2 separate regions of the Sus scrofa genome follow, and region 1 is linked to region 2. A link is a contact called in public HiChIP or PLAC-seq data. All regions are on one chromosome and are shown on one strand. The core of a region is the stretch at or near the end of the contact, and the rest is flanking DNA. Distances in the headings are between cores, read along the strand shown.

Region 1 (3,336 bases), core at 587-3,086, 190 kb after region 2:
TGAACAGGGCAAGCACACTGAATTTCCACAGTAAAGGTGATGAAGCAGGAAAAAGAACTGCACGGAAAGAGAAAGGAATGAGACATTATAAGAATTGGGAAACAAAATATAGATACTGTAGTAGGAAGGAAAGAACTTTGAGCAAAGTCAACAGAGTAAGTCATTATCTAATCAATAACTGTAAAGTACAGTTATTATACCATGTATTATCTCATTATTTGTGAAGTATAATAAAGGGTATTATTTTATGTAATACAATACCAACACAAATGTAATAAATTTTTGGTAATAAAAACCAAAATGTAAACCAAGTAATTTGACAAGGTGATAAGAGGTGAATAATGCAAAAGCAGGCTGAGAGAAGCAAGGGCTAAAGAGGAAAAAGCAAAAAAAAGGGGGGGGACAAAAAGGAGGACAACAGCAAGAATTCAAACGTATAAAACAGGTAGGAAGACACAAAGACGTGCGAATGCACAAATGGAAGACTAAAAAGTGGCAGGACTGCAAGTGAAACCTGATGGAATCTTGACAGCTTCAGGATTCAGAAAGTAAGTAGCTCCAAAGCGTCCAGAAGGATTTGTGACGGTAACAATAGATAACAAGTTAGGGAGCAGTGGGAAGACGTGGAAGGCCTCAAGAGGACCAGGGTAAGAGAAGTGCAAAAATGGTCTTAAGTAGAAGCTGAGGTTAGAAGGCAGGCCAGTCCAACTACTGGCAAAGGAGCCGGGTGGCAGATGGGAATGGGATGGGGGTTACCAGTCGGCGACAGAGCACTGACAAACATTAGGAACCGGGGAACAAGACCGGGGTGGAAAAAAGAACGGAAACAGTGGCATTTACGGTAGAAAAAGTAAAGACTAAATCAAAACCATCCGCTGGTTAAAACAGGTGAAGAGAAACCCCCCCTCCCCCGCCTCCACCACCACCACCACCACCAAGTAGAGAAGTGGAAGGGAGAGCAGCGGCCTGAAAAGGGAGACAGTCATGGAGAGCAGAGGGAATGATGAGCCCCATCATCACCATGACCAGGTAATAATTACACACGGCATGAACTCGGGCTAGGGGCCGGGCCCCGGCTACTAACCTACATCTTGCACCTGGAGGCCGCCACCAGCCTCCCCCGCCCCCCACCCCTAAAACGAAAACATCGAGGCGATGCGAGGCTGGCTACCTTCAGCCAGCCGTGACCTTCTCGGACCAGCCCTGAGTCTCGCCCCCTACTGATGGCCTCCTGCTCAACCACCGCTGCCCGAATCCCTCCGGCCCCAAGAGCGGGCCAGGGAAACCCCCCGGGCCATTGTGTGTGTTTACGTAGCGAGGAGCCGCGTGACGGAGAGGGACAGGAGGGGAATGCCCGTCTCCCACCCCGCAGAGCCCGGAGGAGAAGGTGGCTGAGGGCACCGTAGCCCCCGCCGCCACCTCTTTCCCCCAAATAAACACCAGCCGGGCGAGCCCCGAGTCGGGAGGGGTGCAGGGGGCGCCGGCACTCACCTCCTCGGGAATGGCAGGGTCCGCAGCCGAAGAGGCCGCGGCGCCGGCCTCGGGCTCCATGTCCCCGTTGAACAGAGCTTGGCCCTGCTCCGCGCCGCCGCCGCCGCCGCCGCCGCTCAGCGCCGCCATCTTATAACCGAGAGCCGGGCCCAAGCGACCGCTGCTGGGCGGGGAGGGGGCAGGGAGGCGGAGGGCGGGGGGAGGCGGAGGCGGAGGGCGGGGGGCGGCGGGGAGGGACGGCCCGGGCGGCGCCGGCGGCGGGTGGACGCCTGGGCCACCTCGGGAACCGGCCTGCGGCCCCCGGCGCAACCGAGCCTGAGGGGATTGGGGGAAGGACGCCAGGCAGGGGGCGGGGGCAGGGGGCGGAGACGACTGGAAGTCGCCGCGGCAACGGCGTCACCCGCGTGTCACGGTCGTGACGTCACGCGGGGTACGTGACGTGATGCTAGGAGCGCCCTCGCGCCGTTGCCCGGGAGGGTGCGTTCCAGTCAGCCCACCCTCCTGCTCCCACGTTTTCTCTGCTCCGCCGTTGCCATGGCTCCGATTAATTCCCTTCTCCGTCCTAAACCTGTTCTGTTCTGTAGGATTTACTAGAAGAGGAGGGCCGTGTTTTAGGAGAAGTTGAAATCCTAGAGAGAGGAAGACGGGAAGCCTATGCGACTTGTATTATTTCTATTACGGCGACTGTATCTTTGTCATGATAATAGGACTTGAAACCCCAAGGTTGAAACGGCCAAGCAGAATTTGATAGAAATATACTTAGGAAAGGCCACGTTATCAGAATGATGCTTGTATCTTTTAGGCAGAGGAACCTGACACATTAAAGGATTTGGCCTGTTAAAGTGAGTCTAAGTCGAAGTTTGTTTTTTTGTTTAGGAAAAGGTTGTTTTAGTGTATTTTTTGTTTACCAGATTCATACATTTAACAGATGTCAACGGAGCACTTTCCATGTGCTAGGGCCTGCACAAGGCTCGGAGCCTTCTAAATTTCAGAGGCATCCAGACTTTGATCATGAAAATCATTCAAAATATTTAAGTACTTTCCTGCAGTTCGTGAACAGAAAATAAGGCAAAGCATTCTCTATGCAAAACATGCCTGAAGACAAGAGAGAGTTAAATTACCTTTGAGAGGCCCAATTACAGAATGGAATTTGTTAAAGAAACCCAATTTATTTTTAAAAATGCATTTATTTGAAAGGAAAGGGAAATATGCAGGAGGAAAAAAAGAGAGAAATAGAAACAGTGGAAGTTACTGCGAACTCCTGATGATGTGCAGTTAATCACCAAGCAACCTCAACATCAAGTCATGAGAAGCTTTAAGTGCACTTCCCATGGGGAGAAGTCACCAGTGACTTCCCTCTTGTATTCACCATGATTCAAGAGATAGAAATCTGTCCTACTGACTTCTGAAACAGACTGTCTGTGTATGGATGAGCTCAGGAGCTGAGATAAGGAGTTTTGTGAGAGGTTATTCGATTAAACAGAATATTAATGTTTAAAAATCTACATTTAAAAATCCAAGATATAAACTATCGAAGGAGCCTTTGTTAGCTTTGTTGTACTTTCCCTTCCAAGTAGAAGTCTCCTTGAGGCACTGAATTTAAATCAAAACGTGGCTTGACAGGAGTTCCCAGGTGGCTCAGTGGTAATGAACCCGACTATTATCCATGAGGACTTGGGTTCCATCCCTGACTTCGCTCAGTGGGTTAAGGATTCGGTGTTGCCATGAACAGTGGTTTGTATCCTGTGTTGCTTAGGCTGTGGCGTAGGCCAGCAGCTGCAACTTGGATTTGACCCCTAGCTTGGAAACTTCCATATGCTGCACTTGTGGCCCTATTTAAAAAAA
Region 2 (3,330 bases), core at 475-2,974:
ACTAGACAGATTCATTTCTGCTGTGCCACAATGGGAACTCCCTTTTTTGGTTTGTTAAGATGTCCTTTTTTGTGTGTGTGTGTCCTTGGAATCATCCCAGCATTGTTCTTTACTGGGAGCAAGGCAGGCAGCTTTATAACATGGGCAGTGGCTCCCTTAGGAAGGATGGACTCCATATTTTAATAGTTTGTGTATGTCACTAAGAGGGGTAAGTGGGGAATGGTAGCCCAGAGAAAGCTATATTATTGCCTATCAACTGGAAAGCCAACTTGCACCCAGAAAATAAATTCTTTCTTACAATTTTATACCCAGAAGTTAGGAGGGCAGAAGGGGGAAGAGTGGGGGTGGTGCCAGAGCCCTAAAAGGTCAGAGGGTCAATCAATAGGCTGTTCAGAAGGGCATAACCTAATCATAGCTTTATGTAAGTCTCTCCAGGGCAAGAGGTTTTCAGTTACAGGGCACATAGGGGCTCATATCTTGCCACAGGAGTGTCAGTTACACTCAATGCACTCAAGTCCCTAAATTCAGGTCTACATTTCTCTCCATAAGTTACCTACTTTTTATGCTTATCATTCAAGGTGAAGTCTTCAGTGCTTGTCAAGCGATCCATTTCAAATGGCAATCTCCAAGGCTTGAGGCTGGAAGGCTGTTTATAATCTAACCAAATCTAGAAGTTTTAATTTGGGGGTGGGGGAGGGGAGTCTAGAGAAGCTTGGAGTTTATTAAGAGACAAAAGCAACGAATCCACGTATGGCTCAGGATAAAGGCATGAGGAGCACTGTATAAACTGGGGACCTGCACTGTATAAACTGTGGGAGTACCATTTGGGAACCACTGGCTGCATAACAACAATACAGCAATGAAGCCTTTAAAGAAATAATTTTGTGGGAGTTCCCATCGTGGGTCAGTGGTTAAGGAATCCGACTAAGAACCATGAGGTTGCGGGTTCGGTCCCTGCCCTTGCTCAGTGGGTTAACGATCCGGCGTTGCCGTGAGCTGTGGTGTAGGTTGCAGACGCGGCTCGGATCCCAAGTTGCTGTGGCTCTGGTGCAGGCCGGTGGCTACAGCTCCGATTAGATCCCTAGGCTGGGAACCTCCATATGCCGCGGAAGCGGCCCAAGAAATGGCAAAAAGACAAAAAATAAAAATAAAGAAATCATTGTGAGCCTTTGCAGAAGAGAAGACTAGAAGGATTAGCTTTGGGAAGGACACACGGTTCAGAAAAGATTTGCAGCCTCAGAGCGTCTGGAAGCGTAGTTAATTCAGGAAGAGCTGACAGGGCGCGGGTGGCGCGGGTGTCCAGATGGTGGGGTAACGGGTGGTGGGGTAACGCTGTCCAGATCAGCACAGTGAGCTGTGACCCGGTCACGAGTTTCTTAGCCCACACGAAACAAAGGGGTTCCAGAAGCCAAGCGCCAAGGCGCTGCGCGCCTATCCGGGGGCGAAGCGCGTGGCTCCATCCAGCCCAGCTCACCCGGGCCGTCTACACCACTCGTCTATCAGAAGCGCCTCTGGACCCTCAAGCCGGGGGCCTCCTGGCGTATGCTCTCGCGCCAGGAGAAAAACCAGGACACCGATGTGGGGCGGGACCTACAGCTTCCCCACCCGCCCCGGTACGTCACGCTCCAGGCGTTGCGCGAGGAGGTGCAGTGACGTAACTGGGCGGGGCGCCAAGGGGAAGTGACGTAAGGAGGGGGGTGAGGCCAGGGTCAGTCGTCCGGACGCTAGCTGGCATGTCTCCTCTGCAGCGGCTGGCGCCTTTCACGCGCGTTGGAGGCCGTTTCCTCAGAGGCCGTGGCGCGGGGGTAGCTGGAGGCGGTGGAGTCCGTCAGTGAGTACTCGGTGGGGGTTGGGGACTTAGCTTGTCTCTAACAGAAAGCACCAGTCTTAGGGACGCCCTCACCTTGACGCCTAGCGCCGGTGGCAGCTCCGAGTCTACAGCGACTTCCGCCCTGAGGCCTGCTGGGACGTGTAGTCTGACCGCTCGCGAAGCGGGGGCTTGGGACAGCGGGGCTCGTGGGGACGGGGAAGCGCAGCTCGCGGGGCCAATTGAAGTCTGTATCGGGCCCTCCTGGCCCCGGGGGGAGCCTGCCCCTGAGAAATTGACAGTCGAATGTGGACGCAGCAAAAGCTCTTCTGGAAGCGAGAGCAGGAGTTGGGGAGGCGAGGGCGTGCTTTGCAGTTGGAAGCGTCAAGTGAGGCTGGAGAGTTTGGACGTGGTGAGGGAATGGTAGAAGGTCCTGATGCCTGGCTGAGGGATTTCGAACAGAGGCGATGTCGGTCATTGATAGGTTTTAATCAGATGTCACGTGGCCAGATTTTAATTTTGAAAAATTACTGTGGTTGCGGAGTGGAGAGTTAAGTTCTCTAAGGTGGGGGCGTGGAGGCGGTCTCCCACAAAGAGTTTTTGCCCACAGCCTATAGTTTAGAGTTCCCCTTTGCAACACGAGAATTTAAGAGAGGAGCAAAAGCAGTCACCCGTGAGGTAGCTAAAGAGGCCGATTGGAGGAGTTCCCATTGTGGCTCAGCGGAAATGAACCTGACTAGTATCCATGAGGACACAGGTGTTTAGATCCCTGGACTCGCTCAGTGGGTTAAAAATCCGGCGTTTTGGTGAGCTGTGGCGTAGGTTGCAGTCACGACTGGGATCTGGCGTGGCTGTGGCTGTGGCATAGGTTGGCAGCTGCAGCTCGGATTTGACCCCTAGCCTAGGAAGTTTCATGATCTCTTAATAACTCAGGTTTCTCAACCATGTAATGGGGATAATAGTGTTGACTTACAGAGAACTAAATGAATAACAAATCTCTAAAATGTTTGAAGACAGTTGCTGGTGCCCAGTAAGGACATTACAAGTATTGTTTAGCTGTTATTAATAATAATAGGGAACCTGAGACCCAGGAAAATTAAAAATTAAAATTAAAGGAGTGGCTTGCTTAAAGCCATATGTCTGTCCCATATGGAGCTGGGACAGGTGTAGAGTGGGAAGAAGGAAAAGCTATGTGTGACCTGAGCAAGGAGAGAGATGGAGAACCAGCAATAGCCCTGGGCTCCACATAGGAAGGCTAGTAGGTGTGCCTCTTCACTGAAGTCTCAAGTACTTCCATGACACACCTTATTTCACAGTGTGTGTAATAATTAAGTCAATAAGTATTTCTGGAGAATCTTCTAGATGTCAGTATCTTTTGTTGGTGCTGGGGATAGAGCAGAATACAAGAAAGATAATGGCGATAACATCCTGGAGAGAGAGGACACAAATGAGCAGAAAGGAACATGTTTCAGTACTATGCAGTGGCATGAATAAAGCAGGGGATTAATCCAGAGCATGTCTGG

The links. HiChIP or PLAC-seq counts read pairs in DNA pulled down with a chosen protein or histone mark.
Region 1: a contact with region 2 is called in an H3K27ac HiChIP or PLAC-seq map of alveolar macrophages. The contact joins the promoter of BRAF here to the promoter of NDUFB2 in region 2. A contact is called at or near these places in 1 of 5 promoter capture datasets (fetal liver) and 2 of 2 datasets of contacts at active chromatin or transcription factors (alveolar macrophages and skeletal muscle).

What each region holds. Positions count from the first base shown.
Region 1 is chr18:8,956,463-8,959,798 of Sscrofa11.1, reverse strand. It overlaps BRAF (serine/threonine-protein kinase B-raf), which reads right to left and starts at 1,836. Exons shown (of 19, transcript XM_021078584.1): 1 at 1,492-1,836. The coding sequence starts at 1,620.
Region 2 is chr18:9,148,907-9,152,236 of Sscrofa11.1, reverse strand. NDUFB2 (NADH:ubiquinone oxidoreductase subunit B2) reads left to right here and starts at 1,724. Exons shown (of 4, transcript NM_001244885.1): 1 at 1,724-1,831. The coding sequence starts at 1,734.